3 separate regions of the Mus musculus genome follow, and regions 2 and 3 are each linked to region 1. The links are chromatin contacts, called in public Hi-C maps. All regions are on one chromosome and are shown on one strand. The core of a region is the stretch at or near the end of the contact, and the rest is flanking DNA. Distances in the headings are between cores, read along the strand shown.

The links. Hi-C and Micro-C count contacts between places; a contact is called where the count stands out from the background.
Region 2: a contact with region 1 is called in a Hi-C map of bone marrow-derived macrophages, with 26 read pairs. The contact joins two enhancer-like sites. A contact is called at or near these places in 2 of 484 Hi-C or Micro-C datasets (both in bone marrow-derived macrophages).
Region 3: a contact with region 1 is called in a Hi-C map of bone marrow-derived macrophages, with 21 read pairs. The contact joins two enhancer-like sites. A contact is called at or near these places in 12 of 484 Hi-C or Micro-C datasets (the STO cell line, bone marrow-derived macrophages, cochlea and 7 more) and 1 of 9 other capture datasets (bone marrow-derived macrophages).

Annotation. Positions count from the first base shown.
Region 1 is chr11:111,442,040-111,446,645 of GRCm38.p6, forward strand. No RefSeq gene overlaps it. Among named protein-coding and RNA genes, the nearest start is that of Gm30158, 68 kb to the right of the region's middle. Within about 2 kb of position 2,957, at least 11 of the 459 cell types and tissues checked have an H3K27ac peak or open chromatin away from gene starts, as enhancers often do. A contact at or near this core is called in bone marrow-derived macrophages, where this site is marked.
Region 2 is chr11:111,163,084-111,167,871 of GRCm38.p6, forward strand. No RefSeq gene overlaps it. Among named protein-coding and RNA genes, the nearest start is that of Kcnj2, 99 kb to the left of the region's middle. Within about 2 kb of position 2,013, at least 7 of the 459 cell types and tissues checked have an H3K27ac peak or open chromatin away from gene starts, as enhancers often do. A contact at or near this core is called in bone marrow-derived macrophages, where this site is marked.
Region 3 is chr11:111,085,853-111,090,702 of GRCm38.p6, forward strand. No RefSeq gene overlaps it. Among named protein-coding and RNA genes, the nearest start is that of Kcnj2, 22 kb to the left of the region's middle. Within about 2 kb of position 3,114, at least 42 of the 459 cell types and tissues checked have an H3K27ac peak or open chromatin away from gene starts, as enhancers often do. A contact at or near this core is called in bone marrow-derived macrophages, where this site is marked.

The sequences.
Region 1 (4,606 bases), core at 1,707-4,206:
ATCTGTCAAGGAAATAGAGTGATTAGTTTTTATGAGAATTTCACAAATACATATGAGAGAGATTCAAACAGGACAAAAAGGTGACACCAAATTTCATGAAGTGAAATTTGGTCTCCTAGCTCAGAGTCTAGTGACCAACAAATTTCAAATGAGATTTATCCACATATAGGGATGCCATTTCAATGACTTCAGAAAATAACATGAAGTTGGGATTGCAGTTCAAATGTAAAGAATCATGGAGTAACAGAGAGAGAGAGAGGGGGGGGGAGAGAGAGAGAGAGGGAGAGAGAGAGAGAGACTGTTCTTTACATTCCCTGGGGTTTGGTGCCTCCAGATTTGGCAACATGAGCAAGAAGAGAACTGAGGAGCAGCAGACCATTCTTGTCTGTGACTGTGGGATTTATTTCTGTTTGCTTCCTCTGTAAAACCAGTCTCCTGACCACATCTTGAAAAGTTCTCTTTTGTAAGATGACATCTTTGATCTGCCAAAGTGTCAGGCAAAGGCATGGAGGGGACTGGGCTTCCTCTTCTTCAGATTGCTGCCCTTGAAAGGTTTTTGGGAGATCACTGCAAAGGAGGACATTTCCATAAAAGCAGGCACAGGATATTGCTGGTTAAAATATTAGAGGTCTTCTTGTGCACTTAGGTGATTAATAAATTCATCTTCTTCACCAGAGGGACCTGAATGCCTGAGTGAGCACAAATCCTTGCATGATTTATGAAGATGTATGCAACAGGTACTTGTTGGAGAATGGAAGTCTCTGTCCCTGCACAGGACATTCACTGCTACCTGGTCCAATGCAGGAGCAGAGCTCTGTGTCCATTGCTTCACATCTGTGCTTCTGGTCCTGTCATTTTCTCCATTTGAACTTCCTGCCCCTTCTTAGTAACCAAATCATTTTCTCTGCATCCAAATAAAGTCTACAGTTTGGCAGAATGTGTTCTGGGCAAAGAAATCAGATCGGAGACAATGAGAGAGGTGAGAGAGAGAGAGAGACAGAGAGAGAGAGAGAAAGAGAGAGAGAAAGAGAGAGAGAATGGAAACAGGCTAGAGAGAGCTAGGTAAGTTTAGGACCTCAAAAGGCATTTGGCCATGAGAGTGAGAGTTTTTATTAGTCATTTTAATAGCACCCACCTCCTCCTATACTTATGTCTAGCTTCCTTAAATATAACTCTTATGGGGAGCGGCTTTATGTTAATTGGCTTCCTCCATATGTTAATCTTGACCACCCTCCTCTCTTACCTCTCCTCTGTCACATTATCACAAATAGGGCACACGTCCTGGTCATTGTGCCCCTTAAGTAGTGTCGTGTGTGTGTGTGTGTGTGTGTGTGTGTGTGTGTGTGTATTTGTAGTTTATCCCTTTTCACTGTGCTTTCTGTGTTATTTACTTTCGGTATTTTAAGCAAAAGGAATTATATTTCAAGGATCATTACCACCTGGTAAATATCCTCTATCTGAAGTTAGCAGCACATGCTAACTCAAACATTAAAGGGCAATGATACAAACACTAAGTTTAACTTTCCTACTCAACATTGTGTAACACTGAAGAGAAATTAGCTCATTCATAGACCAAATATCAGATCTCACAATTCTAGGGAACATGGGCTTCCACCACTAGCACCTCCTCTTTCTTAAAGACAAAGAATAGTTTCCTCCTAGTTGGATACAGGGCTGTAATTAGTCCTAGCTAACTGAAAGTAAGCAAAATTGCTCTGTCCAGTTCTTGAAACATATCCAACAGAAGGAAACAGTTTTGTCATCCAATGTACAATCTAAGCATGGAGCATAAGCAAACATTCTGGGATTTAAAAGAGCCTAAATCTTGTGGATGGTTACCATCCACCTACAGACAAGGATGTAAAGGATGCATGTTAAAGAAGAAGAAACAATGAAAATTAACTTTTATTTTCCTTTTTGAAAAAATGACTGGTGTGAGGCACTGTGTCAGGGTAGTACTTGGCGTGTAAGAATGGGGAGCTGAGTTTGAATATCCAGCTCCATGTGAAAAGCCAGGAGAAACAACAAGTGTTGTATGTAACCTCACTGATGGGCAGGCAGAGCCAGGACAACCTCAGGGGCTCACTGGACAGCCAAGCTGGTCAAGTTCAGCAAGAGGTCTTGCCTCATAACATAATGTGAAGAGTGACAGAGACATCTGACCTTGACCTCTAGCTTTTACATGAATGCGTGCCACCATGTACATGTGTGCCCCTCCCCACACACAAATAAATAACAATAACACACAAATAAATAAACAATCCCCAGGGGTTTAAATTTGTATGGCTTATCTTTGAATGTTATTCTGAAGTCTCCATCTGAAACTGGACTGTCCAAATGACTCATTTGCCTTTGATCTTTCTGGATTACAGTAATGTCTCTTGCAAAATCTCTGTAGGTCCAGGTGCTATATATGATAAGGTGAAACTTCACAGTCCTCTGGGCTCTAAAATCTTCTGTCTGAAGACATCTGTGGAGTTGACATTTTCCCCCCTCAGGAGTTAAATGGAAACCAGACAAAAATCAAGTCACTCGAATATAGCCACTGTATACTGTAAAGTGTGTCTGTGTGTCTGTGCGCATGTCTGTCTGTCTGTCTGTGTGTTTGCTCGTATGTCTGTGTCTGTCTATGTGTTCTTGGACAAAGGCAGCTATCTATTTACCTACTCGCTGTTGGTTTTTGTTGTTTATTCACACTGGATGAGAAATTTTAACAACTGAAGAGTTGATGTTTCCCTTAGAAACCAAAGTGATAGTGTATGTGATAGACTTGGAAGGAAGATGTTCAGGAGAACTTTTAAGGCATTTGTAAGCCTTTCAATGAAGGTGCTAGGAACTGAACTCAGGTCCCTTGCAAGATCAGCAAATGTTTTAAAAGCACTGAGCCACTTCTCTAGCCCCCAGAAACCGGAGGATTAAAGATGTTGAGCAATTTTCCTTGGTTATGCAACTCCGAACTAAATGGTGAAACCAAACTCAGACCCAAACACGTTCTCCTTCCTCTCTCAAGTGCTAAAAATACTTACTCCAATTCTGATATCTCCAGAGGATGAAAATGCAGCCTGGACATTACCTAAACAGACGTGTCATTGGAAAGCTTACCCTAACAATGGGATCCTGGCTTCCTGGAACACTTCAGTTGTTAAAATGCCCCTTTGAAGGAAGAAATTTTTCTCTTTAGTTTTATGCCAAAGGTAGAAGAAAAGCCTGCCTTGCCTAGGGCGGTGAAATCACTTCCTTGATAATTTCTACCTCTGAACCCTTCTCCTCCAAAGACTTATATCTTATTCTTCTTTGTCAAGGACAAGGTACAACTTAATGCCTTTCCATGGTTGAATGTGTTAGGTCACTAGAATTAGGTGTGTGGGTGGGGTAGGATGGTACTGAGCATATTGAGAAGTCTCTGTGATGTCTAGTGATGTGGCTATGTAGGGTATGTCTAGCTATGAATCAGGCTGTCCAATGAAAGATAACTAAAGGAAAATATTGAGTATAGTTCCTTCAGAGTCCTCTCTGTGTACCTAAAGCATAGATAATCTGTGAATATAGATGGGGTATCCAGGTGATTTCAGAATGAAAGAAGGTGTTGTTAATAAAGATAAGGTGTGGAAGTCTGGCCCATGCAAAGCAAAAGAATATGCTTGCGTATGTAGGTATGTAACATCTCTCCACTTAGATGTCGCATCTAAAGCAGTATGGCCAGGGGAGACCTTATTGAATATTTTGTACTTTGGGAATTAGTTTGCTGAAATTGATTGCTTAGATTTTATACATAAATCTGCCTTAAACACGTTTAACATGCTGTGTTTAGCATGGAAGCTGATGCAGACAGGCTGTGTGCTCAGCCTTGGGTTTTCCATCCAGTGGGACTATTTACCATCATTGATTGGGTTACTGGCTGAAACAGGCCTTTAAGTCCTTTGAAATGTGATCTCTTTCGCCCTCTGGTGGTTATTACATTAAAAAGTTAAGCAACGCACTGGATGGAGAAATCACAGCATAACAAATACTCAAATACTGGGGTCCCAGTTGGTGTAACCTTTAATTAAAAGCTACAGCCTTTGAATAAGAAATAAAAGCATTTTGTCCGTTTGCAGACTTCTGGGAAGTCAACTGTCTGCAAGTTTTCTCCACCAGGGCCAGGAAGTTGCCCACGCTGCTTTTGTAAACATAATATTCAGAGATCCCAGACATTCTGGCTTGACTGAAGAGGACTGCGCAGTGTTACATTCTCTCTCAGTATTTTGCTTGAAAAGCTTGCTGTGACTTGAAGGGGAATTTTGGAGAGAATGTCTGAACCATGCAAAGACTGCAAAGGGGTGGTTATACAGTAGTGCACTGAATGATACCTGGCCAGGCCCTAACCGACTTGTCTGCTTTGCATTTTGTTGTGTCTGGGAGACAGAAAAGGAGACTAGCCATTATCATGCGAAGCTATCATTAAATTATGTCAAGTGCCAGTTGGTGAATGACACCCACCTGCAAAGAAGAATGCAGGAACAAAGAGACACTTCATTGAAGGTCTTAGCTAGGTTTTAGGTTGCACACGGTTAACCTCTGATTCAACTGTGCATGAAAACAACACATGTTTCCTATGGTACTATCT
Region 2 (4,788 bases), core at 763-3,262, 280 kb before region 1:
ATTATAAAGCCATTATCATTTAAACCACTACACATGTGCTCATGTATGTTGTAAAGAATTACACTGTTACCTACTTTTAATAACCAAACTAGTCATCCTTGGTTAGTTCAGAAATTATGTAAGTCCATTCATTTTCATCTAGGCAAATCCTGGAGGAAAAAATAAGAAACCATCAAAGCAACAACAAAAATCTTAAAGTTTAAAATTTTAGTTTCGAAAAACTCAAGTTTAAAAATCTTGTATCACCGATTTGCAAAACACATGAAACTCAAGAAGAATGAAGACCAAAGTGTGGACACTTTGCCCCTTCTTAGAATTGGGAACAAAACACCCATGGAAAGAGTTACAGAGACAAAGTCTGGAGCTGAGATGAAAGGATGGACCATCTAGAAACTGCCATACCCAGGGATCCATCCCATAATCAGCCTCCAAATGCTGACACCATTGCATACACCAGCAAGATTTTGCTGAAAGGACCCTGATATCGCTGTCTATAGTGAGATTACGCCAGGGCCTGGTAAACACAGAAGTGGATGCTCACAGTCGCTATTGGATGGATCACAGGGCCCCCAGTGGAGGAGCTAGAGAAAGTACCCAAGGAGCTAAAGGGATCTGCAACCCTATAGGTGGAACAACATTATGAACTAACCAGTACCCCGAAGCTCTTGACTCTAGCTGCATATGTATCAAAAGATGGCCGAGTAGGCCCTCACTGGAAAGAGAGGCCCATTGGTCGTGCAAACTTTATATGCCCCAGTACAGGGGAACGCCAGGGCCAAAAAGTGGGAGTGGGTGGGTAGGGGAGTGGGGGGAGAGGGTATGGGGGACTTTTGGGATAGCATTTGAAATGTAAATGAAGAAACTACCTAATTAAAAAAATTATAAAAAAAACTTGTATCACAAAAATCTGCTTGAAAGAAAAAGATGTTGATTGTATCACTGAGATATGGTTTGTTCTAAGTTAAGATGAAAATGAACTTCATTCCCTTCTGCATGACCTCAGCAGGATGAGGGATCGCAAGGTAGCACACGAGGCGGCACGATGCCACAGCACAGAAAGGCACTTGCTACTGAGCCTTAGGACCCGAGTTCCATTCTGGAAACTGTGTAGTGGAAGGAAATAACGGATTCCTGCAAGCTGTCCTCTGACATCTACACTTGTGCTATGCTATGTGTGTATATCCCAACTCTCTGCACGCATATCACACAAAATAAAATTTAGGGAAAAATATAGAACAAAAGTTTTAGAAGCAGTGAAGGATGCTACAGAGGGTACAATCTTTATTACAGGTCATTTTATTAGTGGCAACCCTTCGTTGACCTTTTGGTGATGTAACAAATTCAGGAGTCAGGATCTCTATTTATGTTCACTCAAGATATAATTCCTTCATGTCAAACACATAAGAGTTGACATCTGCAGTAATCCTGCAGCGGAAAGCCATCTATGATTCTATATTGTTTCTGTTTTGAAAGTCAAATCCAGTCAGCCTTTTAACATTATATTTGATTACTTTGTTTCTTGTCTTACTGAGAAGTTAAGTGGTTGAATAGAATATCAGTATTATTGTAATTTTTATTGTTTAGGGGAAAGTCTCAGACAGTCATAGCCAGGTACTGTCATGGGAAATTGCCACATGCTTTCATTAGTCTGGAATCAATGCCTAAAATAACTTCATTTCATTCCCCTCAATGACTCTGGAATAATAGTTATACTGTACTCTTCCAAACCAAGGGATAAGTTATATAATTTATCAAATCCATCCTATTAGTATACAATTTGAATTCAGCATTTAAATCCAAGGTGGCAACAACTGGGAGCCTGTTAAATCTCCATTGTTCTGCCATGGCATGCACAAGAGATTGTCAGTAGGAAGCTGTGATGCACAGACAATGATCATATGAGCAAGGTGAAAAGTGTGAGGGAGTTGGAGAAACAACACTTAACTCTGATACACAGAGGGCTTCTAAGCAGCTTCAGGAAGGAGAAGTCACAAGCAACTTCATAAAGGACAGTTTCTCCCACATCAGATAAGGAAGCAGAAAAATAGAAATAGGAAGTGCAGGGTCCTGGTGGGAGCTCAGCTGATATTCCCATTTCTGCTTTAAATACTTTTGTTTTTGCTCAATTTCTTTACTTTACTCTCCAGGCAAGTAGAAATGGTGGCTAGAGAGTAAGAAGTGATATTTTTAAAAGCTCATTTGAAATGCTTCTGTAAGAACAAGATGAGGGCAACTGAACTTTATGGTCAGTTAAGTGTCAGCAGTGTACTTATAACTTGGAACAGTTAGCTTTCATCTAGATGAGAAAGAAAGCTAGGTTACCTCAAAGCCCTGCTTATGTGTCTTTATTTCCACATTCTCCTAACGTCAACAAGCTTTCCCGTGCCCTCAGGAGTGGGTTGGTCACTGCAGCGACAGAGATACACTGACCTAAACGTTCTTGACTTCTCCAGGACTCCTATTGGCAAGGTGGTTAAAATGTTTGCTCCACTGTGCCGTTACCTTTCTCCTCCACGATCTCTCTGGGAATATTTATCTATGAGGAGTTACAAAAAAGATTCTTGGCCTTAGAGGAAAGACAGATGAACAAATTAACCCCTAAGGGATTGTGTTGGCTTTTTCTGGTCATGGTGTCTACCTGGGTTACTCTTTTTTTTTTTTTCTCATATCCTCCTGTATGGAATGCAGAGTAATGAGGAAAACCATCATTAGTACAGAATTTACGGACAAATCCAAAAGTCATCACTCTTCTTCGCTTTTCTCTGATTACTAGATTAAAATAAATAAAGATGGGGAAGCGCCATGGTGTTGTATTTGGTACTGGCTGTTCACATTAAGATGTCATGTGTATTTCCTGGCATAGCTTCTATTGACTTTGTGTCTGGGCTTGAGTGTTAATCATACATTTCAAATTAAAGTGGGAATCGCTGAAGATTTATGGCAGTGTGTGCTTTTTTTTTTTCCTCATGCAGCATAGATCAGACAACTCTTCATGACTCCGTGGAGATAAAGATGGGACTGTTAGAAATAAGGTACCCACCTTTACTATTCCACAGGCTTCTGAATGGACACACAAAGGAGAACAATGTGATGAAAAATCTGTGTTAAAAAAAAGTCGCGTCTGGATGGTGGTGGCACATACCTTTAATCCTAGCAGTTTGGAGGCAGAGGCAGGCAGATCTCTGAGTTCTAGGCCAGCCTGCTCTACATCAAGCATTCCGGGACAATCAGGGCTAAAGAGAAAAACTGTCTTAAGAAAAAAGACAAAAAATACAGAAAGGAAGGAAGAAAGGGAAGAAGGAAGGAAGGAAGAGGGAAAAGAACAGAAAGAAAAGAGAACAAGAAATAAGTCTTTGATTTGCCCTCAGTATCTACTGGGAATTTAGCATTGTAAAGCCTCTACCTAGGGCTAGGGAGATAGCTCAAATGGTAAAATACATGTCTTGTAAGCGTAACGGATTAGATGAGATTGTTCTTCCAGAATATACATGAACAAGCTGAACCGCACTTACAATTCCAGAACTCAGAAGGTGAAGACAAGTGGATCCTTAGAGCTCATTGGCCATTCATCCCAGAACAGTCAGGCCAAGACAGCCTGTCTCAAAACTCAAGCTGATGGAGCTGTAGAGATAGCACAGAGGTTGAAAGCACTTGGGGCTCCTACAGAGGAACCAGGTTTGCATCCATGGAATGGCTCATAGCAATCTGTAATTCCACTCCCAGGCTATCCATTGCTCTCTCTTGATCTCTGCAGGTATCAAGCACATACATGGTATAAACACATATGTGCATAAACCATTCATTCACATAGAGAGAAATGAAAGTTTAAACATGTTTTTAAAAATCAAAGTAAATGAGCCTTTAAAGAACATCTAAGATTCCCTGAAGTAGTGGAGGATGTTCATGGGGAAGTGGGGGATAGGGGAGAGGCAAGAGGAGGGAGACAGAGACAGAGAAAGACACCCCCCCACACACACACACCCCTAACAGAGTGTCATAAGATAGTATTTGAGGCTATGACAGCTACCTGGAGAAAGAACATGGCTGGTATCAGTTTATTTGTAGAGTACTAGTACCCAGAGTGGCTGGTACAGTATGGAAAGCAATAACATAGAATATACTGTGGCAGGTGCTCTATGTAGGATCCTGAAGAAATTAGTCACTCTACAAGAAACTTTCATTTGTTCCTGTTACTCTTGCTATATTATGAAAGGAACAGGGAAGTGAGGCCAAGGTGATTGAGAGGTAGAGTACACAAAACATTAACTACCTATCAGAGTCGAGATGTGTCTCAGCCAATTAGCAAGTCGTGGGCATCTCCTAAGGCAGACAATGAAAGTACTAGGCCCCACACACACACACTCTCAAGGACTTCTCTCTGCAAGGTGCTTTTTGTTCAACTCAAAGTTGCTCAGTGTTTTCATCTGGAGAATACTAGTGTGCTTTTTGTTGCCTTGAAAAACACCAGGACTCAAAGCAACTTGGGGAGGAAAGGATTTTAATTTTCAGTTGACAGCTTATAGTCTGTCATTAAAGGAGGCATAACAGGAGATGAGGGCAGGAACAAGGGCCAAAAATACTATGGATCAACCCTGTTTCCTTGTTCCTAGGCTGGTATTCAACCATCTACTTGATATAGTACAGACTTACCTACCTAGAGATGGTACTGGCTATTTTGGTATGGGTCAATTAGTGATCAAGAAAATGTTGCACAGACATGATACAATCTGATGTAATCAATGTTTTTAATTGATGAAATCTCTTTTCAGGTGAAGTTTCCAAGTTGAC
Region 3 (4,850 bases), core at 1,864-4,363, 360 kb before region 1:
TTTTTTTTTTTTTTGGCTTTTTTGAGACGGTATTTCTCTGTATAGCCCTGGCTGTCCTGGAACTCACTTTGTAGACCAGACTCAGAAATCCACCTGCCTCTGTCTCTCAAGTGCTGGGATTAAAGATATGTGCCACCATCGCCCGGATTTGTGAAACAGATTTACATTTTCTTCATCCCTTTATTTGTATGCACAATGTATTTAATCGCTCATCACAAAGTATTCTTCTCCCAGTTCATCTCTTACAAAGATCCCGTTGAAAAATAAGTTGCTTTTTATAAGTTACTTCAACAGTTTGAGTATCATTGAATCATTTGGAAGTAGGGATGAAGGGGATAAGTTTTGCCAAAGTGCTTTGTAAATTATGAAATGGGCTCAGTGGGTAAAGCGCTTGTTGTGCTAGTGTGAGAACCTGAGTTCAGATCTTGGGTACTCAGATAAAGCCTGGGTGGTTGTGGCATCCTGCCTACAATTCCAGTGCTCGAAAGTTAGGATGTGGGAATCCTGGATCAAGCTGGCTATTTGGCCCAGCTGATTAAGACAGCTACAGTTTAAAAGAGAGATACTGCTTCAATATGGAAGGTGGTAAGAGATCAAGAAAGACTGCTGATGTCAACCTCAGAGCTCCATAGGCATGTACATACACATGCAAGTACATCCACATAGGCTTGTGAAAATGAAGACACACAGACATTCCTCATACATATATGCAAAAGAATATGATGTTATGTATAGGCTATTTACATATTTTTCAGAAGCATGGTTTTTTTTTTTCATTTTCTGTGTTATTCTTCTCCATAACTTCCAGATGCTGGACAATGATTTTTTTTTCTTTTTGCAAAATAGTTTTCTAGCACTAGGTACCTGGAGCTGTGATCTCTACTGCGTATTCAAAGGTGCTCTTTGCAAAGAGCTCATAGCAGAGTTAGGGAGAAGGAGAAAAGCAATTATAGTAATCTAATTTTAGATTTCTATATTTGTGCTCTGACCTTAGCAATTAAGCCAAAGGTCTCCAATGAAGTGTCTGGGAAGACACAGGCTAAGCGTTCTTCCCCACAGTTGCTGAAACACTCCACTGCACTGCCCGTCAAGTTCTTTCGAACGCTAAGTGGAGATTTTCTTTCTTACATTTTCTTTTCTACTCCTGTCTGTAGAATTGGAGATTGTGCACCTGGACTCTGGCCCTGTGTGAAGGGAAGGCGTTGTTTCTGGCAAAATGCTAGGTAGCAAGCCTATCAGATTACGGACTGGATTTCCTTTATCTTGGGGCATTGGACTCTATTCAGGGGGCAAGAAGGCTAGGATTTCATGTCTTGTTTGGACATGCTACCTGCTCCTTATTCTCGTCCTTCTGGAGAGAAGGTAGTCTCTTGGCATACAGTCTACTAAGGTCAATGTCCATTTAAGAAAAGTATGTGGACTGCCAGATGTCTTTTGCTGAACAAACTTGACCTTATTGTCCAAAACCACAACTACTCCCCAGGAGCAAGAGGTTGGTCCTTCCTAGAACTTGCATGGAAGTAGTGTCCCTGAAGTGTGGCAAGGTTTGGCAGCATTTTAACCAAGGCACACTTTAACGAAGACACAAAAATGTGTCTTCTCCTGCATTGTGCCAATGAGGAATTTCTCCTCATCAGACTCTGGAGACTCTGCCCTCTCACTTGTTTTATATATAGCGCATTACTTTTCAACATTGCTGCATTTTGCAGGGCCAATTCTTATCAGATGTTAATGTTTCAGACATCTTCCTGAAAAATCTACTAAGAATGAAACCTTTAATTTCTTTTGTTGGACTCGGTTTTTTTTTTTTTTTTTGTAAGGAAAATGGTATTCCTGACAGTTATGAAAAGGCTTGTTTTATTATTTTTTAAAATTTATCACTGTACATAAGGCAGGCTGGCAGGAAGACAGATACAAATGGAGGGAGGGAGGGAGGAAGGAGGAGAGGGAAAGAGACAGAGATGGAGAGAGAGACAGAGAGGCAGAAAGGGAGAGACAGAGAGGAAAACAGAGACAGGGAGACAGGAGACAGACAGGCAGACAGGCAGGCAGGCAGGCAGGCAGGCAGACAGGCAACCTGCCTTCCCTGAGAATTGCTAGTATCACTCTCAGAATATCTTTTAGGACATTGGTAAGGGAGAGGACCACGTTAGCCCTAAAACCATATAGACATCACGATTTGGGGCATTCAGTTCTATTCCTTTATCATGGCTTGTCTGTGCTCACGTGGCCTGAAAAAGAAGCAATACAGGGTCTGAGCAGGTGTTGCATTTGCCCCTCCCATTTGTAACTTAGCCTCTTGCTACAGTGAAAACATGTAGCTTTTCTTTTTTTATACTTCATCCAAGATTGCATTAGATTTAGCTGGTTTCCTTTCTAATCATTTATTTGGTGTTTGTAATGAATGTGCTGTCTATGACATTTCATAAGTAGCATTTTAATAAAATCCATAGGTTATAGTACTGTATAGGCACACCAATTCTAAATATTTCCTAAATGGATTGCTGCAAGTTAAGTAGTGTTTGGAAGTGTTTACACAATGTGTCCAGTTTGTGCCAGGTGTGGGTGGTACCAGGCCTTTAAAATCTTGGCAATGAGCAGGCAAAGGCAGGCACACTTCTATTTCTTGGAGCCAGCTTAGTCTACAAAGTGAGTTCCAGGTTCTGCAGGGGTATGTAGTATGAACCTGTCTCAATCACTTGATCAGTCAACCAATTTGTAAATTCTAGTTTGATATATTGTTCTTGGGATTTCTACACATTGCAGTGCCTAATGAAAAATATAAATGAAATGAATTTTAATGGAGTTTTATTTTCAACTTGATGGAAATCCATTATACTTGCTTAAGATGCAGCAGACAGTACAGCATTAAGAGCAGATTACAAATATTTTTACGACATCAGGACAGGAACTGCGGATTAAGCGGTGAGTTTCAGGAAATAGGGCAGGTTGTTAATTTGATATTGGGCACAGCTGACTTTCCATCTGCTTGTGAGAGCCCACAACAGCTTAATCTTCACTTGGTCCATACCACACGTGGTCAAAGTTACCCTGCCCTTGAACAGACCCTTCCAGCCTCCTTATGGGCTGGAACCTGAGAGAGTCAGCAATCCTTCAACCACAGGCTGCCACCCGTGACTCTGCATGTACACATGGGCCTGTTTTTATAACCCCACATGTGAGGCAGTGAGCCTGTCGCAATAAATTCTAATCAGGGGCCCTGGGTACTTTCCCCAATTGTGACAGGCACAGGAGAGCCATCACCAGTTTAATGTTCCAATGACTCTGAGAAGCCAGGGCAAGTCCAAGTGAATTCTAAGGTCAGCTATCTCTAGCTCTTGGCATTGTCTTTGTCTCTCTTCAGAGGGGTGGAGTTTATCGTCTTCCTCATTTCCTAAGTGAGCAGAGCAGACAGTATTGCTTTTATCAGTGAGATAAATTGAAATAAAAATGCTCTCAGTATTTATAGGGCAATCAAATACTTACAAAAGAAAATGAGGGTATTTGTCAGAGACATTAAAAAGTGAGGGAATTAGATTTAAATCATATACACAATCGTTTGCTTAAGTCATGACATATTTGTTTATTCATTTTAAAACAGGCCAGGAATTTTTTCCGTGTTTTTTTTTTTTTTTTGTTTGAAAAGGAGTAGACCCTTTGCTCAACTTCTTGAGATGATAGGCATGCCTATCTGACTTTCTTTTTCAATTATTTTTTTAGAAACCAAATTAAATGAACAAAGGTGAAGATAAGTGGTTTAAGTATTGTTTTAAATTCTTTATGTAGCACCTTTGTGATACAAAGGTGAAAGATAATGTTTATAAGCCGGATTTTTTATTATTATTAAAAGAAGGGCAGGTGTGATGGTACTCATCTGTACACCCAAGCTTCCAAAACTAGGGGGGAAGAGTCAGGAGAATCAAGTGTTTAAGGCCGGACTCCACAGACAGTATCAGAGTTCTCAGCATTCTAGTGCAATAAAGAGACAAGAGTGTGGACATGGGGGTGGGGAGAGATTTAAGCCATATCTGGATAACAAAATAGATCTCTATTGTCTAGGACAACATTTCCTTCTCTGAGACCTGTGACAGTATCTTCTGATATTTTAACATTTGTTAATAGTTAGGGGTATTGATAAAGCCCTGCCCCCGACAAAGAATTATCCAGGCTATCCTTCCCACAGTCCTGAAACTGAGAAAATCACTCTGGATTATAGTTAAATTTTCTTGTCTCCTTTTTTAATGTACAAACTCAAAGATGAGTTATGACATTTCCGTATATAAATATGGCTGCACTTTTACTACAATCACTCTTTTGCTATTGTTATTTATTTCCCTATCTCCCCCACCTTCCTCCCTTTGCTTATTACTAACAGTATTCTATTCTATTCTGAGTCTGTTTACAGACCCATCCTTCCATGTTCTCAGATTCCACATTGAGATCAAATCCAGTGGGACCCGTCTTTTCGATGTTGGTTTATTTTACTTAACACAGTGATCTCAGTTTGACTGAACATGACATGACTTTCTCCTTCCTTGTGATTTATCTTCTTCACTTTATCAGTTCATATATTGATGAACAGATGGTCTGACTCATGTCTGTTGAGAACAGTGTAGCAATAAAATGGGTGTGTGGAGATGTCAGTGGGAAATAAGGCTGAGAAGGTGTCTTAAGAGTTTTAGTGCTAGGGTCAGGAAACCATAGAGATAGAAGACTGTGAACAGTCACTGAAGTTTCATTGGCTGAGAGAGCGATAGAGCTATGTTGCCTCTTAAAAAGATGAAGTGTCAAATACATAAAATTGACTGGAGGAGCAAGAGATGCAGACAGAGATAAGTATACCTGTTACA